Regions from separate parts of the Anas platyrhynchos genome. Here region 2 is linked to region 1. The links are chromatin contacts, called in public Hi-C maps. All regions are on one chromosome and are shown on one strand. Each heading gives the region's core, a stretch centred on a gene start, on an enhancer-like site or on the middle of the called end of the contact. The rest is flanking DNA. Distances are from core to core; before and after follow the strand shown. Region 1 overlaps MBL (mannose-binding lectin). Region 2 overlaps CSGALNACT2 (chondroitin sulfate N-acetylgalactosaminyltransferase 2).

What was found. A called contact is a pair of places that touch in the nucleus more often than the background predicts.
Region 2: a contact with region 1 is called in a Hi-C map of F1 follicle, with 2.4 times the contacts expected there. The contact joins two enhancer-like sites. A contact is called at or near these places in 2 of 8 Hi-C or Micro-C datasets (F1 follicle and liver).

The regions. Positions count from the first base shown.
Region 1 is chr6:14,939,805-14,947,756 of IASCAAS_PekinDuck_T2T, forward strand. It overlaps MBL (mannose-binding lectin), which reads right to left. Exons shown (of 25, transcript XR_011809996.1): 14 at 5,603-5,688; 15 at 2,782-3,154; 16 at 2,399-2,531. Among named protein-coding and RNA genes, the nearest start is that of SFTPA, 51 kb to the left of the region's middle. Within about 2 kb of position 3,062, at least 4 of the 8 cell types and tissues checked have an H3K27ac peak or open chromatin away from gene starts, as enhancers often do. A contact at or near this core is called in F1 follicle, where this site is marked.
Region 2 is chr6:15,198,421-15,206,372 of IASCAAS_PekinDuck_T2T, forward strand. It overlaps CSGALNACT2 (chondroitin sulfate N-acetylgalactosaminyltransferase 2), which reads right to left. Exons shown (of 9, transcript XM_072039480.1): 9 at 5,211-7,181. The coding sequence ends at 6,889. Among named protein-coding and RNA genes, the nearest start is that of MBL, 29 kb to the left of the region's middle. Within about 2 kb of position 4,236, at least 5 of the 8 cell types and tissues checked have an H3K27ac peak or open chromatin away from gene starts, as enhancers often do. A contact at or near this core is called in F1 follicle, where this site is marked.

The DNA.
Region 1 (7,952 bases), core at 1,812-4,311:
TGTAAAACACCACTACCTGCTTGCTTTTTATTAACACTAATGAAAGAAGAGATAGCAACATCCTCAGGCATCCTTGAGCACAGCTAAAGGTTGCTGTCTGGAGCCTGAATTCCTTCCACAGCTGTGCTGCAGACTCCAAATGCCCTGAGGAGGACCAGTAACTACCCAGCGAAAAATATTACAAGAAATGTTTAGCTCCACTGAGATATACTATGTGTTCACTGTATCCCTACATCAGTGTTCCAGTTGCTCAAATATGAGGAGACACAAACATATCAGAATGACATTTGATAAAAACTGACACCAACCAACCCCCTGGGTAGAGAAACTAAGCAAGAAAAATAATTACTTTTATCAATTCCTTGAAACGCAAATCCAACAGATCTGCTCTGCTATGACATTATTGTTACGTAGGATTTCCTGGCTGACAAAATAATCACATCCATTAAAGGGTAACCAGTGTCTGACCGAGAATGGAGAATGTGTTGGACTCAATCTCTCCTTGGAGAACTTTCATGTACTTTTGCTGTTCTACTTCAAATCCTACCTGAGGGCATGCAATCTAGCAGAGGCCAAAAAGGTCAAATTACTGCCCTTGTAGGAATTCCCTTAATCATTTCGCAATATTCTGTGTTTTTTTAAACACAAAAATAAGATGTTCTGTTTTTATATGGTTCTTTCTTTTCTACATTCTCCTCTTAGCTTCAGTTTAGAATGAGATGCCTGTTAAGAAGGTGGAGTCTCTGAAGCGATAACAAAACATTCTCCCTGGTTCTCTGAGTAGCATTTCAAATGCTACTAAGATGTAAGCCTGTCCCCAGTCTCTAGATCTGTCTTCTAGCCAAACTTTTGGAGCGGAAAATAACCTGATAAAAAATTAGCAAGCTCTCATTGCAAATGCACTCTTTTCCCTAATATTTGTTCTCTTATTTTTTCATTGCCAGTCGAAATAAAAACCTAAATACCATTCTATGATTATGAGGACTCAAACAAATAACAGTGCTAATCATATGCTAAGTGGCAATTTTATAAATTCTGAGTATAGTTCAAGTAAAACCAATCTGACTGAGAGCATTACATAGCCATAAAAGTAATATGAAGCTAAGCTTTATAATTTAGTTGCCATTTACATACATTACTTCCAATATTAGAAAACAAATTTGTAGCTCAAACTGTCTTCCTCAGATGCATTTAAAGTATATGAGATTAAAGAAGCTGTAGTTTAAATTACTGTAATGCAATTATCACAGATTATTACTTGTGACCCAAAAATGGAATTTGAATTGAATTTGGGATTGGTTTGGAGAGAAATGGTACTGCTGCCGAATTTTAGACGTCTTTCTAGCCACTTAGACAACAAAGTCACCTTCTACTTCTTATTGTGTTACATTTAATGAAAGCAATAAATTAAACTAGAAAACTTAAGTACTCATAAAACTGAAGGGAAACGTGAATGCCTTTGCATCTAAAACTGCATGTACACATTCACAAACAAAACCTACTAAAGAACTATGGATGACTTTATTCTGGAAAAAAAATGCTTTTCCTGAACCACTTTTGATTTTCAACAATGATTTTCCATATGGTTTCAAGGCCAACCAACAAGTACAAATATTCTATTAACAATGGAATAATAGTATGCTATTGCTTTTATCCAAAAGTACTTCACATTCTTGCTCCTACACACTATTATCTAAAATTCTATGTAACATTTCTCCTTTCAGTTCTGTTCAGTAAAATAAATGTGTATACAAACACACAGGAATGTCATGTGGATAGATAAATGTAGAGTGGCTGGAAAAATGGTCTGGTATCACTTGGAAGGAACCTCATCTAGTGCACTGGAATCTGTTAATCAGTTCAGTGAGCACCACAGAGCAACTCTGCAGAGGGAAACATTTCAGAGCCTGGCATCCTCTATCTAACGTGCTCTTTTTTTTTTAAAACTTGTCTTTATGTTGCTTCTGTATTTTCTAACTTGCATACAGAGATGATCATGGAGAGGAGAGATATCAAAATATCAGGAAAAAGCAGGAAATTGGTATTAACTGTAAAGCACAACAGTATATTACTTCATATCTAAATCCCTTGCTATCTTGACAGAAAAATAAATTGTCTTGAATTTTGGAGCCAGGCATGTTTTAAGGATGAGCTCCAGGTCACTTAGAAAAGAGAAAGGGAGAAAATTAACTCTATAAAGCAAGCATTAGTTATTTTATTGACACTCTTGTTTACCAGTAGTGCCTGAAGTTAAGCATGCTGGGACATAAACTAGATAAATGGTTGGTTAAAAAAGGAAAAAAATATAATTTATACATATTAAGTAACCTAAACGTCACTTGCTGACAATCAAGTTAAAATACCAAAATGTTTTCTAGCATGTTTTTCTTTTACTTGCCAGTATTCTCTTCAGTTTCTTCAAATATATGGTCTTGGGGTACTGTCCGTGTTTTTCCACCATTTTTCTCCTCTACGGGCTTGTGCAGGCTGCAGTGCTCTCCTTGTGTGCTTTTCACGTGCTCTTCCTCAGCCTAGTTTAATATTAAACACAAGAATTATGTATCTCTCACTTTTTCCCTTTGAATCAATTTATCTCATAGTAAGCACCTGAGGAACAAAAGTACAGAAAAACACATGTATTAAATTACTATGAATTTCTGATACATAATTTACAAGTTTTCCTTTCCAAAAAAGTATCTAATTGCCTCTTGAATTTAAATGCACACTTAAATAACATACAAGTAACAACTCCTATTTCAGATAAAAGTTTTAGCAACGAACCTGCCTACTGCTGCATTGTGCTTGGACCCGTTGCACTTTTTGTATGCTTCCACAGTTCACAGTGGCAGTAGTTTGAAATAGCTTCTAAAGGCTGGCGCCTGCTAAGGTGCTGGAAGAACAGATTGACATAGGTATGGTCAAAACAGATCGATGCCATCACGGCACTCTGCAGACACCCACTCGGGAAGTAGGAGATGAGAAGGGAAGCAACGCTAGTCTGTGGGATGGAGCTGCGGCATCCTTTGAGCGTGGCCGGCCAGTGAGTAAGCTCTTCAGATATGGGCAAAGTACTGCATTTAAGTGTTGCAAAACACTGTTTTGGTTTGCTTCATAACTCCTGCGGCTGTTATCAACCACCACCAAGGAAAACTGGCTGGGAAGGAAGACAAAACCAACATTAAGGGAGAACAAGGGAGTTTACTAAGGGAGAATAAGCTGTAACGTAAGGAAATGTTCCCATTTCTGTGTCAAAATGGGCAAAACGGGCAGCTCACAGCCTTGCAGCTCAGGCAGCCCTGCAGGCAGGTGGGAGAGCACAAGGCTTGGTGCCTTGGCCCCAGCCCGCTGTCATTTGGCAGCAGGAGCTGTGGGCAGGCCTGCACGGCATTGCTGCTGTGCCAACGTCTTGCTGAGTAGCGGTGCTACGTTAAGTCCCCACACAGGGAGCCACAGTGTGCGAGAAGCCCCAGCATCTCCCTCTGGCCTAGGCCAGTAGCAGCTGCTCTGACAGCGCTTCTCTGCCTGGGCACAGGCTGCTTCCCTATGGGCGCTGCACAGCCTGTCATCCCCGCTGGTGCCTTAGGCATAGCCAAGCCTCAATGATGAGGTTGGAAGGAACTGGGGATCTTCCCTCAGCTTGCTATTGTGCGGATTTCTGGGCCCCAAACCACATTGGGCTTTCCCATCTCACCTGTAGGAACAGAAATCACAGAACACCTATGGCAATGTCTTGCCTACAGCGCTGTTTCCTTGCATGCAGTTACACTTCTGGCACAAAGATTTTATTCCAGAGCCAGGTGTGGCTGTTATGCATCAGAGTCAAAACACATTGCTGGTGACAGGGCAAAGCTTTTCTTCCCCACATGTATCTCCCTCCTTTGATGCTACCGAGCACATCAGTCTCCAGCCCCACTGCTCCTGTGAAATGTACTTCTGGTACATTTCATTTGGAGTTTCTGACAGAACATTATGGTCTCTCTGGAAGACTGTCTTACAACTGAATCACTAAGCTGAACATGACGCACATTCAGCTACCCCATTTCTTCTTGAGATCCAAATGTAACTAGATTGCATGTAAGCCCATTGCTCTTTTGTGCTGTAAATCACCAACCTCAGCAATGCCGAGTCATAAAACTGTAACTGAAGAGGAAGAAACATTCCTTATGGCAACAAAATGCTACCACATCTGATGACTCCTACCCTTTCCTTCTCTTATGCTGTCTTTATTCTGTCATGTTCAGTAGATAATTAATTAGAAGATATGAATTAATGTCTTTCCTCTCTAAGCAGTACTTTTGTATGAATTCAATCATAGTGTAGCATGGAGCTCCAAATCCCATCTCACATACAGCTGAATGTTATGTTGTTACACCTGCGGCATAATCCCTTTTCTGTAGAAGTACAGATAGATGTTTTTAACCTTTTTGCATTCATTGTAATTGCCGTTTGAGTCCGGAGAAAACTGATTACGCTGCCTGCTTTGTTTGGGCAATTTCAGGAAATTAATATGTGCTAAGCTGTTTCTCTAGATACTGCAGACTTCTGTTAGCTGCTACAGTTACTGAGCAAATATAAAATATGTTCCCTGGCAATGTAAAGACACCTATGGCCTTCACCACTGCCTGCTTCTACTTTGATATCCAAAGCCAGATGAGGACACATTGTGATCTTAGGTTGCGAACAGCCATCTAACTCCTCAGTGCTACTTACTGCAGCTGATGCAAACCCGTTCTTAGATGTGGAACCAATCCCAGCTTGGCTGCTCCTGATCATTAATCTCAACACATCATGAGGGAAACTGGCTGCCCTACCCCGAATAAACTAATGACAGTGCCATGTATCACCTGGATATTGCTCCCTATCCATGTAGCATGGTGCTCTCCAAAGAGATCTACATATTTTATTACAAAGATATTTGACAAAAACAAATTGAGAGAAAATACAAACTGCCTATATGACAGGCAATCTAGTTAATGCACTTCTCTGATCATATATATGAAAGAATTTTCACTTAAATTCTCTTGTATTTCCTTTAAAACAGTACTTCTGCAATTTTTTTTCTTGGCCCTTCTACACATTGCAAATAATTTCCAAGGTAATTCTTTTTCCTTGCAAGTATTAGTAATACAGCTAATGAATCCAGTTTCCCAACATGATGCTTGGCATATGTAGGGGAACTTCTCATCTGGAGATGATGTACACAACATCGCAGCCTGCCACAGGTCTGTATACAGCTACAGCTGTGACATCAGGGCCACACAAAAGAACATCATCATTGTCAGGCTCTGGGTTCTTCTGACTCACCACAATCACTGGTGGTCCAGAAAGAGTAGGGGACGTCCAGATAAAAAACAAAGGAAGCCCAGCAGCTGAAAGCAGGGATAAGAAATCCAGAAATATGACTGTAATATATAAAAATATATTCTTTTGCACCACTTACACTGGGCATGCTGCCTAGGTCACCTCTACTACTGTATCTTTTGGTAGTTGCAGCTTTCTGAGTAGACATTTTTCAACTAGCTGCAGCAGTGCTAGCTGTCTGCATCATTCTTATTTTCATTGTTCTCCTCTGAAATAGTTCATCACGTCTTTAACATCTTACCTGCTAATGCAGAAGAATTATGGACTACTAGGAAAAGGGAGAGCATGTAGGCACCAGATCTGCAGGAGTTTCCCCATCCACAGCCACTAGGAAAAAGAACAGATATGTGTCTTTCTCAATAATTTCATTAATTATATTTCAAGCTTTTATTTACATTTGAAATTGATATAAAATGTACCTCATTTATTCTTATGTAGTTTGTGCATTTGTATTGCCACAAGCATTTTCTCCTACCCTTGTAATGAAATCTTTAGTTTACGTTTTGTTTGTTTGTTTGTTTTTTTGGGGAGGATTCTGGCTATGAAAAAATGAGACACAAGTGAAACTATAAGTTCCAGAAGTCTGATTTTGATCATGTTTTCCTGGTTTGTACAAACTGCCAGGCTTTCTCACCAGATAAAAATTCCTTGTTTTTCAATTCTGCTCTGTCAGACACTCACATGCATGATACTGATCTCAGTGCCACAAGAGAAAACTCAAACCAGATTAGTGACATAATAGAAGTACTGTAACACCTACAAAGGAGTAAATAAAAACAGAATCTGGCCTGCAGCTCATACCTTAACATGCATAAAATTTTTATTTCATTTCAATTCCATACTTTTTTTTTCCTCCCCAGCACTTTCAAAAATTTATTTTGGAATTGAAACCTTCCAGGCTTGAATGAGTGTGTTTTTTTTTTTTTTTTTTTTTTTTTTTTTTGTTAAGTGAGAAAAATCCATTTGGCTGCCTTCCAGTTATATAAAACTAAAAGATAAGTTTTACTGACTTAAAAAAAAAAAAAAAAAATGCAGATGCTTTTACTTCCACAGACATCATCCAAATTACTTTAATTCATGAAATTTAACAATTGAATATTTTTTGCATTCTAAGTTCAATCATCATGACACAATTGAAAAAATGTTTGCATGTGAAAATTGGTTTGTTTACATGTCTTTTAAGATAAGAAATAACTCCAAATTTAGAAAAAAACACATGTATTCTTTCAATAATTCAAGAAATACTGTGTCAGGTTTTTGTTTTGTGATCCCTCTCCCCCATCCCATTTTTTTGGGGTAGAAACACATGGGGATGGGGAAGAATTTTATTTTTTTTTCCAAGATGTCTTTTGAAGGATTGTTTCTTGTACCAAGTGCTTTTTATCCATTGTACTGGGAGTAAGATCAGATCCAAATTGTATTCTGCTTGCATGATGACTGATGTGTATAAATATTCATGAGTTAACACCTGCAGTTGGCTATTTTCTAAAAGCTGTGCAACTGTTATTGCAGTTGTAGCTGTGGACTGTAACATCTCATTTGAATTCATGAGACTTGTTATACATTTTTAAATATATATGAAGTGATATTAAAGTCTAATGAAGAACAAGAATCCCATCTGCTACCTGCAACCTAGTAATACCTGCGTAACATAACAGAGGGAAACAGTAATGTAAGCAGTGAAGATGGAAACTTGTTTGTTTATTAAAACTTCAAATTTGTTTTGATTATTCCTTCTATTCCCTGTTGGTAAAAGTTATGTTCCAAAGTGGCATCTTTCCAGAAATCTGTAGAGATCTTTGAGTTTTAGCCCACTAAAAGTTTGGCAGAGAATCTAACTGCCAAATTTTTCTTAAAGAAGAAAACGACATAAAATTCTGTAACAGCCTATTTGATATTCAACTTTGCTCACACGAGACTCTCTTGAAGATGTATGCGCATTTGTTTCTACACGCTGCAAGACAAATTAATTTAGGGTTTTCAACTGAGTTTGGTGTCAAGAGAATTACAGGGACAAAAATGTTATTACTTTAAAAGTTACACTACCAGGAAAGATGTAAGATTTTCTTCTTCTTAATACAAAACACCATGTTTTTTTCTCATTTGCCAATACCTTCCTGAAGTGATTTTTCCCAAGCTTCATTAGTAGTTATTTTTGAGCTCAGACAGGAAAGATTCAAAAGTGCCTTCCAGGAGGCTGTGAAGATTCAGAGTTTAGAATATGATGACATTCTTGGTAGGATACTGGTATCCACTGCTTAGGGATAATAAGCACCATAGCATACCTTTAAAACACTTTTTTTTTTTTTTTTCTCTTTACAATTAGATTTATGGTGAAGGGTGGAGAAGGCATGTTTTCCACTGATATCCACAAGGCTGACATTTCATGCCCTGCCTGGTCACTGGCATCATTTACTGTAGTATGTAAACATCTCATAGCTTGAAAAAGCTAACCAACCCATTCCCAGAATATTTTTAGCATAATGAGCTGTCACTATATCTAATTTACTGAGAACACAAGTATTTAAAGAGTTCCCAAGAAGCCTGGAGAGTAACTGAAGTAGTTTGGCTGTGGGTTGCAATTAAGTCCC
Region 2 (7,952 bases), core at 2,986-5,485, 260 kb after region 1:
ACTACTATCAGTCATCACGAGTCATGAGGAAAGATAATGATGCTAAGTGTTAAGAGAATCAAGCAGCCAAAAGTCTTTCTGATGGTCAGTTCACACTCATAATTAATACGCATATTTTACATCCTTGAAAACTCACTTCCAATTATGTCCCATCTAGTCATTAGGATAAGTTACTTATTTACTCAGGTGTAAGAGTAAACAATAAAATTGCTTTCCATCTACTTTACTTCCATCAGAGTACAACCATACTATGATAAGCAGCAACTCAATGCCAGCACGGTATTTTTAGTGGTGCTAGCAGCAACTTCATTTATCAAGTTAAAAGTTCCCAAGAAAACGCTTTCTTTCAGCAAATAATTCTCAGGTAGCAAAATTCAGTTGACAACAGATATTAGTACAGCTTTATTGAAGGGAAATCAATAATTCTTCTGAGGACTTGTACAAACAAATCTTTCCCCTCCAGCCTGCAACATATATCGGGTTATCATCGGGTTATCAGGGCAACCCCAGCCTCCCAACTAATTGGAAAAACCTACAAACAGGAGCATATGGGAGCAGATTTCTCTCATAGCTTTCTCTCATAGCCATTAAATAAGGCTGCACAGACAGTGAGATAATTCACAAAAAAAAAAAAAAAAAAGTTTTGTTTTGATTCTTAAAATAAATTTGCAGAAAGACTTAATCTAAAACCAGCGTTGCTCAGTTTCAGCTGTGCCCTGGTGTTCCTTACTGAATGGCACAGCAAAGTCCTAAGTATTACTGCCCTTCAGGTGGATTTGGGGGATCACATGCACAGTTAGTGCACCCCAGCCAAACTAAAGCTTAAACCACCTTTGCTGAACAAAAAGCTTTTATCGTTACACTGATACTGGAGTCAATGAGTCACCGCATCTATCTTGAGTCATCAGCTATTTCCAGTACTTTTCCTCTAATTTACTGATCTGACAAAGGAAAACGTTTCATTTTATTCTAAATTTAATGCATGAACATGCAGTAAAACAGCTGCTCAGATGCTCATCCGCACTCAGACACAGTGCTTCACCACCTTTTCTTTTTCCCTCCATTTGTAATTCTTCAGTGTTAAATGCTGAGAGGCGCTAACACTCATCAGCACAAGCTAACCAGCATTCAAAGATGTTTCAATAACATAGGTACATGTATCTCAAAGACCAAAGGATCATAGAATTTCATGTAGTGAATCAATACAAATATAAAGCAACTAATTATTTTCTCCTGAACACAAGGAACACAGAACTATGTATTTCCCTGTAAATTTTTGGTTTTTCTTCCATATTTTCTGATTATTTATTTTTCTAATTCAAAACCACATTTATTTGTACCATTGGTTGGCATATTTTAAAATGGATTCAAGTTTGAAAATTCAAAAGCACGTCCTGAACTCATTCTTATATTGGGTCTAACATGAAAATGTGTCCCAAGCTAATCTCAGTTCGACTTCCCTAATCAAGAACACTTCCCCTTTTTTTCCTCTGCAGATGCAAGGTCCTTGGAAATGTTTACAGTTAATGCATATAACATGTAACAACAGTTAAAAACAAACAAACAAACAAAAAAAAACCACCACAAACATTACTTCTCATTCCAGCAGAGCATGTTGGTATTCTATATTTACTGCTCCAACAATAAAACAATTCCTCCAGGAAAACTCAGCTTTCCACACCCAGACCACAACTTGAAAAAGGGAACCTGATTGTCACATAAACAGCATCTACCATGGCCCATTGTGGCCCAGTGCAGGCACGTCTGGCTCAGAACTGCATGCTGTGCTTTCCCTGTGTCGTGGCCCAGTACATGTGTACTTGTGACAAGTCAACAATCCAGGTACACCGTTCAGCTTCAAACCACCCTACCGCACCCATCACACCTCAGTCACGTTACATATCACAGATTAATAGCCATGACCCAGTGCCAGATGGGTCATGGGCTAACAATGGTATGTATTTGTGGCAAAAAAAGCGATGAAGAGCCAGGCAGGCACCACCACCACACCTCGCTCTCATCTGGCCCTGTCCGTACTGCTGCTGGAGCCTGCTCACAGCTTTGGCCCTGAGGGAGAGGCGCAACCTGGAGGAAAGTAGAGCTGCAGCATAGCCAGGCAGAGGAGAGTTGAAAGCCTGTGACCCTGCAGCTTTGCTCTCTGCCAGGGCCCAGGGCTGCTGCACCCCAGAAGTGCTAAATGGGACTGTGAAGCACACTGCAATGTTGTCTCTTCAGTCCCACGGCAGGAGTTATGAGGTTAAGACTAGACACTTAGCTAACATTTTCCAGTCATATAGCCAGATGTATGCCTAAAGCAACATGCGGAGATTTCATGTTCGAAACATGACTAATTTCCTCCCCTTCTTGGATGAGGTAAAGAAACACCTTCAAAGAAGAGTTGCATGTTTTAGTGGGAAAGAGCAAATCTGTCTCATCTGCACAGCTGAATGCATGCACACGCACTTGTATCACAGCCTGGTGACTGCTGAATGCAGCCTGAAGTTCAGCGTACTTAGACAAATGAAATCACTTAAGATCACATCATAATGAAGGAAAATCCTACTATTTCTAGTTTCATTACAGAACAAAACCAGTGATGTGCAAACAAACATTGAGCATTAACTCTTAAATTACTGATCTTTGTCTTGAACCACGTGTTGTCATCATATACCTTACTGTATTTCAGCATGAAATACTGTGACAAATCAGAAATAGGAAGAAAAGGTTTTAAGACAGATATCAAAGCTGGTAAATGGCAGAAAGCAATTCTTGTGCACCCTTGCTGCTCTTGTCCTGCTTACAGAATCCAGACTTTCCTTGCCACTCAACACCACTCTGCCTCCCAGCAGCTCAGTTAGCTCCAACTCCCAGCGGCTCCTGTGTTGCTCAAAAGCCAATACTGGAGCTTATGAAAGGCTGAAGGCTTTGTGGCACAGTGTTTTAAGAAATGAGAAAATCCACATCAAAGAGAAAGAGGGACTGGGCTAATAAGGAAGGCAGCAAGTACACTATTGTGATGAAAAAAGAACAAGCTGATGCAAGACCAAGTGGTGAAAAAATAAGTCATCCCATTTTTCAGGTCATATTATTTATACAGCACATGTAATTTGTTTCAGGTATGCTAAGGAGTTGGGGAAAACTAATTGTTCTCCAGAGTTGTACATTTTTCTGCCTATTATTGGGCAGTGACACAGCATTATGTTAATTGCTCGGGAATGTAACTGAAGTGCCAGTAACATCCATAGCCAGATAGAAGACAGTAGACTTGTTAGCTTGTGATAACAGTGGTAACTTAACCTCAAAATCTGAGCCCTGAAAGTGGCTTCACTCATGCGTTTCCCAAAGACTAAGGCAGAAGAAGTAGCGAAGCACTTCTACAGAATGTGTAGTCAATGGGTTTCTGTGGAAATAGAGTGTCCCAAAGAATAACTAAAAGCAGAACAGACCCAGGAAAGTAGCACGTAGATGGTAACCTGACATAGTTGTACAAATTCAAGCAACTTTCGAAGCAACACACTGAACAGAAACGTTCTCTCTACAGTCCACAAGTCTCAACCTTTTCTTGTTTTATTTTGGGATTACTAGGGACATATATCTTGTCCTCTTCTGGAGAATCCCTGTTAAGATAGACAAAACAATCCATCTGTGTATCTGTATGATATTCATCAGTTGACTCCATTCAGTGAAGGCCATTTGGAAAAATGCACATTAATTCACTGAGAAACAATATCTGAATATCTGACATTGTTTAAACTAACTACTTAAAACATAGGTAAGCTCAAGAGCAATGTTCAAAATGCTTCAGAACAAAAAAGGAAAAGGCCTATTTTAAGATTAAATTAAAAGCTGCATGTTTAAAGCAGTTATTTATAATCTAATTACTTTAATGAGAAAAATTAAGTGACAAATCGTTAGCGAACATGAGGTGTATACATGATTAGTAGTAATTCCCTGGAAGTATAAACTTTAAATCATAACAACTTTTAATTTAAGCAACTCATTTAATTTCCACTGTTACCATTGTTAATAAGCTACCCAACAAATTATAGAAGTACCATAAAACACTATTTACACTATTAGAATTGAGTATTTGCCTGCTGTAAATGCTCTACGGATTGTGAGCAGTAAAGTCATCTTGCAGAACAGCAGACGAGCAAGTTGTTAGATGTGTGTACTGTATCCACTATTGTGCAGCAGCAAAACGTATCTGAGGAGATTCCATGTCCTTGTTATTACCACTGTAGAGCAAGCACCATGCAATGACTTAACATAGCACAGAGCCCACACTAATCTCTCTGGATTTCATAACACAGCACAAACATGCTCTTAGTGAGCTGATAATGTCATAGCACATGTTCTCACACAAGCAGTTACTGCAGACAGCAGGACTAATTGTGCAGAAGAGAAAAGAGAAAGGGCCAGGCCTGCAAGGGCTCCAAGGAGTTTACAACTGCTCAAATGATGATTTGGACTGCTTGTGTCTATACCCAACCCTGGCATGAGCAAGTTCCAGTAGGTCCGACTTCATTTAACTTCAATGCCTCCACCTCCGCATTCTGGGGCGATGAACGGAAAGTTTTCAGAAGTGGTTCCTATTGATTGCCTTCCAGCATCTGTATCAGACCAGTATGGACTGCACAGATGCAGACACTTGACATTTTTCTCTTTCCTCATTTCAGCCACTTTTGATAAACACAACCACTCAGTGGAAATACTAGAAGATGAGATCTGGCTATCAGCAGTCTGCTGTGTGCAAAACATGGGAACTAAACTGGTAGAGTGATAACAGCCAAGCTGCAGCAGTGCTCAATACCTCCATACAACCTCAACAGTCATGCCAGTGTGTGTATGAAGTGAGATGAAGTGAGAGGCATTTTTGATGCTTATTCTTGCACCAGCACAGCCAGGACAACACTAGCTAAGTGTTAAGGGCTGGAGTTTCAATAAAAGTTCCCACTTAAATCTTACTAGAAGTCGTCATGCCTACGTACTTACTCTTTTCCTCACTGGTACCTTGTTCTGTAAGGACCCACCACCAAGATGTTTACCTTACAATAAAACATCTGGTATATATGTAAGTTTTATATCTAGTCAGGATAGATGTTCACTGGTTAAAACTCTCACCGCAAATACTATTACTTCAATCTGGTGTGTCATCTACCTGGTAAAACATTATAAACACTTATTTCAAAAGAAACAGCTTAAAACAATTTCTAAAATGCAGATATTCCATTTATTATACAGAGAATCAGTTGCAAGAAGTCTTGCAATGCTTTCTCATCACTCTAAGTACAATACAGGAAACTGTTCTCCACAATAAGTTACATAAAGGCAGATTTTATGTACATATGAAAGGATCAGTGCCCGGAACTATTTGCACAGCATATCTGCTATTCAGAAAAATCAGCCATTTAAATTTTTAATTGCCTTCAGAATTCTTGAAGCAAACTGAATTCATTAACAAAACTTAATTACCTGGTTTGAAAAGGTTTGAGAAGGGTTTTTGCCTAGTTTCTAAATTCTGTGGAGACCATGCAAATGGTATAACCACTGAATTAGCATTCTCACCATTAATTTTAAAAACAAATGTATTAAAAATGAGGCATGCCATACGGTAGTATATAAGACAACATGGAGAAAAGTGACCTGCCTGCATTTAAACTGCTTATGCATCCCAGAATATCCAAAAGGGAAGTAGGGAAGTAGTAGTGCCATTGTACAAGACACTCATGAGACCGCAGCATAATTCTGTTCATGCATGCTTGACCCCTTCCATTCTTCCCCTCCCCCAAAAAAAAAAAAAAAAGAACAACACAATTGAAAAAGTGAAGAATAAGGCTACTGGGATAAATCAGTAGAACAGAAAGTATCATGTGAAGAAAGACTGTAACAGCACTTGCTTTTCCAGTCTGTGAAACAGCTAAGAGTATGTGACTTGCTTCCAAAAACATGTCAGGAAAATGACAGAGGGAAAGAAAGGGACATTGGCATAACAGCAAATGGGTCTCTAATGAATTTACATAGCAATGAAATGATGGTTCCTCAGTTTAAAGGCTGAGATGCACAAGCAGGGCTTCAGAATAAGGAGTGGGGCCAAAAATCCTTAAACAAAAATGTTTAATAGCATAGCTCAGTTCACAGAAAGGATTCTATGATGTAGTATGCACTGTGGGAAAAGACTACATCCAGAAATGCCCAACTGGAACATTCCCAACTTCTTTGATCCATCACCAAGATAAGGCGGTGGTGTCTTTTGCAGTGTGAAATCATATTAAATGCTCTAAAATTCCACTTAACATTATCATTCCCCCACCCTTTCACATGAATTTCTTTGTATTCAACAATGTGCATGTCTGTTAATACAGCAAATGCAGCATCAAGCTACCGCCGTGAAGTCAGCCTTAACAGACCACATACCAATTAGCATATCCTGTACATCTTCTACAGCAAGATTCTTTTTCACACCTCATTTCCACAGTGGAGTGTAAGTATAATAGCTTTCTAACATCACAGTGCAGCAAGCCAGACTGAAAACACTTAGCACAAGACTTAATTCTTAAAATACCATAAATTTAAGAATCAAAGTGTACCACGTGGAGAAGAGTTGAGTTGTACATTCCACCGATCTCCCCAATCAGCACTGAAGACACTTTCCTTGAACTAAATATGCTTTCCTGTTTCTTATTTGAGGTGCTTCAACTTGCAAGATATGTAGGTAATAGTACATCAGTCAGAGTTACTCAGAAAAAAAACACAAGAACCAAAAACCCTAAACTCTTCTTCATTGAAAAAGAGGCACTGCATTTTTAAGCTGAATTAAGGCTGTAAAATGATGCTGGTTCATTGTGAACGTGAAGTCATCAGTTTTGCCCTGTCACAGGGCTCCATTTATCCCACTGCTTCGCTGTTAGTCCTGTAAGCCTGTTTACGGAGGTGAGTCTCAATCTCCTCCCTGAAGACCAGCATCCCAAGGTGTGAGTGAGAGGCTTCATTCATGGCTTTGGACTGGATACACATGCGATACTGCTCTGGAGTGAGTTCATCTGCACAATGCTTCTCGTGCCAGAGGTGGAACAGACCAGGGACTGGTGTCCTGATCACAATAAGGTCACCATGCAAGTACTTTCTGTAAAGGTGAACGTCCTCACCGCCCCAGCCTTTTACTTCCAAGTCAAAACCTCCTATAAAAACAGCATCAGAAAGCATGTTGCCATACAAGCTAGATCCAAGGTAAAAAGGACTCCTCACATAAAATATTAGACAATCTATGCCACACCAGAAATTCTGAAGCAATTCAGTTTAGCTACTGCATGTCAAAGCATGCCAAATTGAGGGAGAGGAGCTTCAAGCGTTCCACGTCTTCTACAGTGAAAGCTGTCCAGGACATAGATCATGCACTGCTGGCTTCAGAGAGTCTCTTACAAGAGAGCATCTAAATCACATTATGCATGACACCCCATGTGACAGCTGCAAGAAACTGTAGGCAAACCATACTGGGTATGCTTTTGTGTTATTTTTAGCAATCATAATGGATTTTAGCAGCTGGAAAATGAGGCAGTCATGTACCATATGAAAAGCCCTCTCTAGAAGTGTCAGCAATTACTCCACAGGTCACAACTCAAAAAGCTCGATTAAGAAGAGGAATCTATTGCACCATTTTAAGGTCTCTCTTGCCTTCCCAGGGCCATAATGAGTATCAGTTTAGATTTAGGTATAGATTCAAAACTCTAGAATTGAGGTCTTAATTTCGCATATAGCATACAGATGCCATGCAGTATGTCTGCTATTGAAAAGCAGCCTGCATTCATTCAAATCATCATATAGGCACATGAGCTATATCATTATACCTTCTGGCAGATCATCTGTGAGTGCATCTTCCAAATTTAAGTATATCAAGTTGTTCTTTTTTAGTAACATGCCACAAGAGGGTGCCAAAGCATATTTGTAAAGCC